Linked DNA regions of Triticum aestivum: regions 1 and 3 are each linked to region 2. A link is a contact called in public Hi-C data. All regions are on one chromosome and are shown on one strand. Each heading gives the region's core, a stretch centred on a gene start, on an enhancer-like site or on the middle of the called end of the contact. The rest is flanking DNA. Distances are from core to core; before and after follow the strand shown. Region 1 holds the start of LOC123161147 (sulfofructose kinase). Region 2 overlaps LOC123156409 (G patch domain-containing protein TGH homolog). Region 3 holds the start of LOC123159185 (putative phospholipid-transporting ATPase 9).

The links. Hi-C and Micro-C count contacts between places; a contact is called where the count stands out from the background.
Region 1: a contact with region 2 is called in a Hi-C map of leaf, with 4 times the contacts expected there. The contact joins the promoter of LOC123161147 here to the enhancer-like site in region 2. A contact is called at or near these places in 3 of 5 Hi-C or Micro-C datasets (all in leaf).
Region 3: a contact with region 2 is called in a Hi-C map of leaf, with 5 times the contacts expected there. The contact joins the promoter of LOC123159185 here to the enhancer-like site in region 2. A contact is called at or near these places in 3 of 5 Hi-C or Micro-C datasets (all in leaf) and 1 of 1 datasets of contacts at active chromatin or transcription factors (leaf).

What each region holds. Positions count from the first base shown.
Region 1 is chr7B:170,338,444-170,341,738 of IWGSC CS RefSeq v2.1, forward strand. It overlaps LOC123161147 (sulfofructose kinase), which reads left to right and starts at 1,348. Exons shown (of 10, transcript XM_044578995.1): 1 at 1,348-1,700; 2 at 1,797-1,871; 3 at 2,015-2,067; 4 at 2,241-2,391; 5 at 2,670-2,780; 6 at 3,061-3,187. The coding sequence starts at 1,404.
Region 2 is chr7B:170,091,230-170,094,340 of IWGSC CS RefSeq v2.1, forward strand. LOC123156409 (G patch domain-containing protein TGH homolog) reads left to right here. Exons shown (of 18, transcript XM_044574541.1): 16 at 1-100; 17 at 1,076-1,139; 18 at 1,265-1,573. Among protein-coding and RNA genes, the nearest start is that of LOC123156409, 13 kb to the left of the region's middle. Within about 2 kb of position 1,847, at least 5 of the 8 cell types and tissues checked have an H3K27ac peak or open chromatin away from gene starts, as enhancers often do. A contact at or near this core is called in leaf, where this site is marked.
Region 3 is chr7B:170,282,920-170,285,927 of IWGSC CS RefSeq v2.1, forward strand. It overlaps LOC123159185 (putative phospholipid-transporting ATPase 9), which reads left to right and starts at 1,278. Exons shown (of 11, transcript XM_044577013.1): 1 at 1,278-2,594. The coding sequence starts at 2,196. LOC123159186 reads right to left here. Exons shown (of 2, transcript XM_044577015.1): 2 at 104-543.

The sequences.
Region 1 (3,295 bases), core at 98-2,597, 250 kb after region 2:
ATCATACTTACAAATTATATCACTTCTGTTAAACTAATTAATTGGACCAATGGTGAAGCTGCTTTTACTTTAAGTAAATTGTAGAACTTTAGTGCTGAAAGTTTCTTAGATTGGAATGAGATATTTTCATAGGATTTTTTGCGGTATTTTGGCACAAATTTATTTTCAATAGATTTGAGTTTACAGCCCTTACAAATTGTCTTATGTGATTGCATGTATATTCACTCCCATCATTGCAAATTCAAGAGCTTTAAACTCTTGTGCAATTAAAAAAGTCATTTAATCTATATTATGTACTTCCTATTTTTGTCTTCGTGCATTTTACGATCCAAAGTTCAAAAAATTATTTTAGAGATTTACTTATGAATTATGTGCCGTGACATGATTGTATAGTCATATGCAATCCACATATTATTACGAGTATTAATAAGCCCAAAATTTTACTTTCGCCCCGGGCCCTCAAAATCTTAGGACCGGCCCTGTGCCGAACGCTGCCCCTTAATTTTATCTTTTTATTTTTATGTATGTGTTTCTGGGTTTTAGAGTTTTGTTGGCATTTTGTTTTTTGCCTGGTTTTTTCTAGGTTTTAAAGATTTCTTGTGCGAAGCACATCTTTGCTTCTTGAAAAAATATATGCCGTGCTTCTTGTGGAATCACATGTAGTGCTTTTGATGGAAAAGTTATGTGTGCTTCTCGCGAAAACAACTTTGTGCTAAGTGTAAGCACATATTTGCTTCTGCCAGAAGCACGGTTTTTTTTTTGGCCAAAGGCACTGCTTATGCTTTCACGAGAAGCACATATTTGCTTCCACGAGATGCATAACCGTGCTTCTACTAAAAATAAAAAAGCACGGCTTGTGCTTCTACAAGTAGCACATCATGTGCTTTCAGAAAAATGTAAAAACCGAAAGAAAGAAAAGCATGTCCCGTCCTTTAAAAAAACGCAACCATTCGGGCTGAATTTTTTCTTTCTTTTTTGGCATCGTTTTTGTTTTTTTTCAGTTTTATTTTTTGTCAGATTTTCCGTGGTATTCGTTTTTTTTCAGGTTTTCATTTTTTTCCTGGTTTCTATTTTTTCATGAAAAAAGTTCAGCAAAATCTATTAACATGCGATCTAATTTCGAAGATCTCAACGCGAGAAATCAAATAATGAAAACAGTTCGGTGGTTTTTGACACACAATTCAAGATATAAAATGTTTTGAATCAACGAATCTAAAAAAAAAACTCCAGCTTCAGCGCCAAAAAAGGTGGAGTGGGCTGACCCGGTGAATCCATGTGATGTCCGGCCTGCCTTATCCGCAAGTTGGTTTGTGTTTATGGAAGATGGTTTCGCTTGGACCTCTCATCGCCGTCAAGTTGACTTGTTTGATATAGTTTCCATAAAGAAAGGAAAAAGAAAAATAATGCTGACGCTGCTGCACATCCCTCCACTTCCGATCAATCCTCCTTCCTCTCCTCCTCCCCGCCGGCGCCGCTGCCCACCTCCCATGGCCGCCTTCGCCTCCGCCCCCCAGCAATCCAAGCCCCTCGTGCTCGGCTGCGGCGCCGTCTCCGTGGACTACCTCGCCACCGTCGCCTCTTTCCCCAACCCCGACGACAAGATCCGCAGCCTCGCGCTCAAGGTCGAGGGAGGTGGCAACGCCGGCAACGCCCTCACCGGAGCCGCTCGCCTGGGCCTCAGCCCAAGGATTATATCCAAGGTAAAGGCCGCACCCGTCCTTCACTATCACCACCTACCTAGTTCCTTCGCTCGACATCACCCCACTGCTCACTCCTTGCTCTTACTTCTGGAGTAGGCGTCCAATGATGCACTGGGAAAAAACATTCTCAAGGAGCTGCAAGACGACGGAGTAGACACTTCCTATATGACGGTATAATACGTAATGCAGTATTGTAATTGGCTTACTCCATTATTCCATTCCCATATCATGGTCCTTTGTTTTATCATAGCAGCAGCATTCATCCATCCTAATCCTACTTCCTTTATATGGCTAAATATATCTTCGTACTCCAGATAGCAGATGGGGGGAATTCACCGTTCACCTATATAATCGTCGATAACCAGACGTGAGTGACAAATCCAAAGAACAAACTGTGCTGTTGTTGTCCTGTTTTTATACACGTGATCTTCATTCTCGTATTCCTTACCACTCTGTTTTGCAAATGACGATGTTACTACAGATATAGGCACGAGTATTTTGCTCCTTACCATTGTTTTATTCCCCCTTTTTCGTTTTCAGGAAAACTCGTACTTGCATACACACTCCTGGTTATCCCCCAATGAAGCCTGAGGAGCTCACAAAGGAAAACTTGTTGGCTGCTTTACATGGCGTAGACATGGTGTATTTTGATGTTAGACTGCATGAGACTGCTTTGCTTGTTGCAGAAGAGGTAACATTTTCCTGCCTCAACATAACATTTCATCTTATTATAGGCATTTTAAACATGAGTGCATACATAATATTCGACTTCACTTCCATACATTGATGATCAGCCAATAATATCAGAAACAAAAGTCTTGTGTTATGTCTGAATGTCGGCATGTCGCACAAAAATCAACCCATAACTTCCTCTGTCTTAATGTTGCAATTTTTTTTTCTGTTCTTGTTTTCTCTCTCATCACATTGTTGTTGAGATTTATCTTCGTTTATGGGATCAATCCAGTGCAGGCAAGCCAAAGAAAAATTCCTATTTTGGTCGACGCAGAGAAAAAGCGGGAGGGATTGGATGACCTTCTGAATTTTGCATCATATGTTGTATGCTCTGCAAAATTTCCTCAGGTGAGTTTTTTTGTTTCCAACGACAACAGAGTAAGCTCTGCTACATTATGTTGTATGCTGTAACTGTACCTACGCATCTTTAATTATTTACTACATTACCTTAGTCAAGGAGTTTGATGTTTTGAGAAGCTTCTGTGGATATCTTTTGTTTGATGGTTATTCCTTAGCACAATTGATTAAAGTCATTTGAGCAGCAAGGCTTACCTAATCACCTTGTTCAGCATCTGAGATCCCTAGTATTCCTATAGTTATATTCTTTTCGCCTAATCTTAATATGCAGGCCTGGACAGGAGCCTCATCGACACCAGTTGCTTTGGTACACATGCTTCTAAGGTTACCTAATCTCAAGTTCGTTATTGTAACCCGGGGAGAAAAAGGTTGCTTAATGCTTGAAAGAAGTATGACAGGTGAGTTTATTGTAGTTCTCCGTGTCAATTTTAGCTAAGCATTTCACAAAAAACAAACACCTAGGATGTGCATTTTGCTTACAAGGGATCTGATGGTGATTCCTTTTG
Region 2 (3,111 bases), core at 597-3,096:
ACTGGAATACATGGCTGCAAATGAAAGAATTCACATTAGCTTCTCCAGATTATCCAAGTTGGTGAAAATGTTGGGCCCGATACTGAAGTGGATGTTTATAGTAAGCGTTCTAAACCAACCTTATGTTTTTGTTCTTGTGTATGGTATTTTGAGTGAGCTGTTATTTTACCTGCATATGGTATTTTATATTTATAATGGTAGAAGATCCTTGTCTTCATTGCACGTGATGCTTTGAGTTGTTAATTTACCTAAGCATGCCTATCACTTTCTTGTCCTTCACTTCAAATTGTTATCCTACATTTTCTGCACTTCAAGAATGGACAAATAGCCTTAAAAGATTGAGAGATCACAAATCCTGGCAGAAGCTAGAAACGAAACCATTCTAGTGTTTTTGTAGAACTATAAGTGGAAGCAAAAAAGAAAAAGGGAAATTCAAAGCTTAAGTTGTGTGCTAGCGCTGCTAATTTGATCCTTGTTGGTTTGGTCTTCCAAATGGTGTTTTGTTCTGGGCCAAGCTGGTATCCTGTACATACCTGGGCAGCACTACGAGTGCTGCTTTACAACACTTACCTAAGTCAACTGTGTTGCTTCGCTCCATGCAAATTCATGTGTCCTACACTTGCATATCAGACTATTGCGGTTAGCAAAGTTATATTAATCTTAAAGAAATTGCATATAACCAGTGAAAGTTATCTTGGTGTTACTTGAAGCCCAATTCCAAAGGGTTACGAGACTAGTTGTGTTTTCCATCCAAGAATTGCTGAGTTTGGCAGGAAACTAGCTGGGAATGGGCTTGGTTTGAGCCAAACTATGGCGACCTGAATGTTTATATTTTTCTAGTTTATTTACATCTCTTGGTGATCATGATGCTTTCTTCATCAGAAACACAATGCGGCCGGATTTGGCTGATAGATGTTGCCTGTTTTTTGGATAGTCATTCTTTGAGTTACAGCCCTGATGTGGCTTCTGTCTTTTCTGTCTTGATTTCTTCCTTGCACTACCCTTATTATTAGCCAACTTTGTGGCATTTCTGTTGAGCAAGGACAACTAACGTACACGTTTTGTGTTGTTGCAGTTACAAGTTGATACCGTGTTATCCAGTCATCCAAAACTATTTGATGAGCCCGGAAGCTTCTTGCGTACTCCCTCCGTTCCGAATTACTTGTTTTAGATTTGTCTAGATACAGAGGTATCTAACACTAAAATGAGTCTAGATACATTTGTATCTAGACAAATCGAAGACAAGTAATTCGGAACGGAGGAAGTAGTAGTTACTGAGATTCGGGTTGTGCATGCGGTCTTCCTTTGTATGTGGAGTTTCTGTTGCCATCGTGCCTCTACCTCCTGTTGTATGTCATGTCATAAATTCGTTCCGTTCCGGAAGACTGTCTCTGAAGATCCTTGCACAACCCAAACTGCCAGGCGTGAACAGGTGTAAATAGAAGAGAATTGGGTTGTCATTGACATAGCATTTAGATTATCAATTTCGGTGTTGTTGTTTTCTGTTACAAGTACTGTTTCTGTCATGCCAACACAATGTATATCGGTCTAGGACAAGAAAAGGTTCGTTCTCCGTGTTGCTTGTGTGCTTGCGCACCTGTGGTTTTGATGCAAATGCCCAGCGAAACAGCAACCACCACACGGTAAAGAGCTCGGACGCCAGAACGAAGCCTGGTGAAGCACTCGTGTACTAGCTCATCTGTGTACATGACGAGGACCGGTGTCAAAAAGGCGCACTCGCTTCATGCAGACTCTACTACAGGAGCACCAGGCAGGCATGATGACTCCCGCGGGAGAAGCCTGGAAGATTCGATTCTTGGGCTCCCTTGGGTCCACGCACGGGATGCCATTCCAATCCAGCATCTCCAACGCACGCACGCGTCGCCCTCGCCTGGTCCAGCTTCTGTTTGCTGCCCAACTGCGACGGGCCCGGCGTCGCCGTCGCCCGCCGATCGCTGTCGCCGCAAGATACGGCGTCAGCGGCGCCGAGAAAAGAGAAAAGGCGCCCCATAGGATCTGTCTCTCTTTCCAGCAGCATCTGACGCGGGAGATCCTTTTTGGTGTTAATAGTTTATGTACTCTCGTGCTGCTAGGCTGATTGGACCCTATCTACTTGCACCGGACGACCGCCTTGCATTAGGATTAGGGGTATGTTATGTTATGTCAGCATGGTAGTAGGACGTGTGGCGCGGTCTGCTGTGCTTGGTGGTCGTGCGTGGTGGTGACGGGCGCAAGGCGACGCCGGCTGCTGTTGCCCCGGATAAGAGCGAGCGAGCGAGCTGTTGGTTGGGCGATCACCCGCCCGCCCGCGCAACACGAAGGAGGTGGTTAACCTACCGGCCACCAACCCTCCTCCTCTCCCCCGACCACAAAGCGAAAGAGAAGGCGGGGCATCCGCGCCCGTCCAGTCCACGACGGGCGTCACGGCACGTCGGATTCGCCCGACCGACTGATTGATACGATCGACGCGGACCCGTGCACGGACGGACGGACGCAGGTGGACGGACTACATATAGCAGCAGCTTTGCAAACGGACACGATCGACGCGCTGCGCTGCGCTGCACGCATCGGGAGGAAGACAAGTGTGCTGCGCACAGACTAGGTAGCTAGCTAGCGCGAACTCGTCTTGTTCTAGCACATGCGTCTTCTTGGACAGTGGAATTCAGTTAAGTATAATCGCGCCGACGGTAACAGCTAATCACTCAATCAGGTGAGGCCGGGATGGCGTGCAAAGTGTCGCGAGTAGTGTGTGTTTTACATCGGGAGATGATACCGAGGGAAGTGGTGGTGACGAACTTTGTCACCGTGCCTTTGTTTCTTTTTGCGTGGTCGAGGAGAGATCGTGTCTTTCCCTAAGTACATCTGGCGTCCTTTTGTACCACTACTACTAGTATACTAGTTTAACCGTGCTCCGAGAAGGGATATCTTTTCGGACGTTCCAAAGGCCAGGAATGCAAAAGATTTAAGGCATATAATAGCCAGATATGCGAGCTAATAAACAACAAATGCTGCTTACTTAAGCTTCTTCCATGAATGGCAACAACTCCTCTACGTGCGCAGCCCCCAATAACCAAAGCGCGCTTGTTCGTTTGACTTGGAGCTCAATCACTT
Region 3 (3,008 bases), core at 28-2,527, 190 kb after region 2:
TACCCCTACGCGCACCTCCAAGATACCGAGCCGAACACAATATCTTGAGACTGAAGAAGTCACCATATGTTACTCCTATGAGCACCTCCAAGATACCGAGCCAAACACAACTTCTTGAAATTGACAAAGTCACCATAGGCTACCCCTACAAGCACCTCCAAGATACCGAGCCGAACACAACATCTTGAAATTTACGAAGTCACCATAGGCTACCCCTACGAGCACCTTCAAGATATCAAGCCGAACACAACATCTTGAGATTGACGAAGTCACCATAGGCTACCCCTACGAGCACCTCCAAGATACCGAGCTGAACACAACATCTTAAGATTGACGAAGTCACCATAGGCTGCCCCTGCGAGCACCTCCAAGATACCGAGCCAAACACAACATCTTGAATTGGCAAAGTCACCATAGGCTATCCCTATGAGCACCTCCAAGATATCGAGTCGAACACAACATCTTGAGATTGACAAAATCATCATAGATGCCTCATTGTTGGTGGGAACGTCTCCTCTCACTGAACAAACATGGTAGGAAAGTCTGAAATAAATCAAGAAATATGTGAGCATCAATGCCAAGTCTAGGATTTAAACCCTGGTGGACACGTTCCATCACAAGGAACCTAACCATCTGAGCTACACTCAGTTTGCGAAAAACTAACAATTGCACACAAAATGAAATTAGAAAAAACTATAGAGAATAAGTATAATCAATGGGCTATAAATATACAAGTGACTACGCGAGGTTGTAACGTTCGTTTACGCCTTTAAATGTATGTTTACGGTTTTTCGTTGAGGGAAGGGGTTATGAAAGTAAATGTGTTTCATGGTGAACATGAAGTTTCGATGCTATGGATTTTCTTAAAAAGAGAAGATTTGATTTTTTTTATGCAATCATGATATCTAATCAACACGGAGGAACGATATATTGCCATGCCAAACCGTAATCTCCTGAGAGATTCATTAAACCGCCGTGGTAAATATAGCAATACCTAATATACAAGGCAAGGTTTGTTCAAAAGAATAACAATGTAAGTATACAAGGTAAGGAATAATGTAGGAGTAGTACACACAAGGAAAGGAAAGAGTAAAATCATTTCATAAATGGAAAGATACAAGTAAAATCCACATCTTACTACCGGACAGCACACGTTTTACCCACCCCCAAAGGGCAAAGCGCCAGGCAGCACACAGTCACGACAGGCACAGCAGTAGCAGCAGCGGCGCCAACAACCAAACCGGCCAGCCCAAGAACCCCTCCCCCACCCCGCGCACACGCACACGCACACGCCCACGACTCTGCCTCTCTCTCCCCACCTCCGTTCTCTCATCCCCCGTCCGTCCCCTACTCCTCCACCCTTCTCCCTTCTTCCATTTGACCCCGCTCCCCCGTCTCTTCCTCGGCAAAGCTTCGAATTTTCCTCCCTCCCCCTATCCCAAGCCTTCCGCTTCCGTGTCCGCGTCCCGTCTTGGATTCGTCCGCCGCGCAACAAAGAAACCGCGTGCGTGCGTTCGTGCGCGTCGGTTCGGTCCCGTCCCGCCCTTGTTCCTTCCTTGCCGGCCGCTGCTTCGCGCGCATTGCCGCCCCTCCCCCACCCGCCGGATTCCTCCGCCCAATAAGTTGCTTTCCCGGGGACGTTTCTCGGAGGACGGACGGACGGACAGAAACAAGAAACGCCCGCTGCCTCGCCGCATGGATCAGGGTCCCCCGCGCTGCCGCCTGGAGCTGGGATTCCGGGACGCGGGAGTTCAGGGGCGGAGGGGGTTCCGGCCGGACGCCGCCGTCGCCGCGCCGCGGCAGGGCGGGATCTCGGAGCTCTGTTGAGGCGTTCCCGGTCAGGTGATTTAGTCCAGTGCTGTCCAGTTCCTCGTGTGGCTGCCTCGCCTGCTTTTTTTAGGTAGGTGGGGGCGGTGGAGCCTTTCTTGGTGGGTGGGAGCGCGCCCCGAATTTATTGCGAGGCGTTTCTTGGGTTCACACCTGAAATCTGACTTCTTCTCGCTCAGAGGGGGGGGGGGGGGGGTCCAGTGATTTGTTCCTGATTCATTCACTGGTCCTTGAGGGCTGAATTTTCAGATTCAGCTCAGTAAGTTTGAGGCCAAAAGTTCAGTAATCTCGGCAGTAACCAAGAGAGCTGAGCCTGGTGAGCCCTGGGCAGTACTAGTCTGGTGTGGTGATCTGGTTCTTGTGTCAAAATGGCACGGGTAAGGAGGAGGCTGGAGAAGCTGAAGCTGAGCACGTTGTACAGCTTCGCGCTCTGCGCCAAGGGCGCCACCGAAGATCACTCCAAGATTGGCACGGCGGGGTTCTCCCGAGTCGTCTACGTCAATGATCCAGACAAGCATGAAGAGGAGGGCTTCAGTTACCCAAGAAATGAGGTGTCCACTACCAAGTACTCGTTGGTCACCTTCGTGCCCAAGTCCCTCTTTGAGCAGTTCCGGAGGGTGGCCAACTTCTACTTCCTCGTCTCAGGGATCCTCACTTTGACCCCACTCGCGCCCTACTCGGCGGTAAGCGCGCTACTGCCATTGTCGTTCGTGATTACGGCGACCATGTTGAAAGAGGGGGTTGAGGATTGGAGGAGGAAACAACAGGTATCGTTTCTGTTATCTTCTGTTCAAATCCTACCACAAATGAATCATATTTAACGAGCTTTCTTTCGACTCATGAATAGTATGTTGTGATTCACAAGAACTTAACATGCCTGCACATAATCTGACCTTTCCACTGGTTTCATGAACTGCTTAACAAGGACGTACGGGTTTTCCTTTTTCTTGATGATGAGGTGTTTTTTTTATTCAGTTGCATATCTGGGCTTGCATCTTGAAAGGATTTTTTTGTATGATAAGACAAAGTAGGGAGGAACCTAAATCTACTGGAGCTTTCTTTCTGGATCAACCAATAAAAGGTCGTAAATCGACAGGAAGTAAAAAAATATGGTCTTTTACTATTAAACTGTTAATTTTGAAGTATGTAAGAAACCACAAATAACTGAAGGTCAGATCACT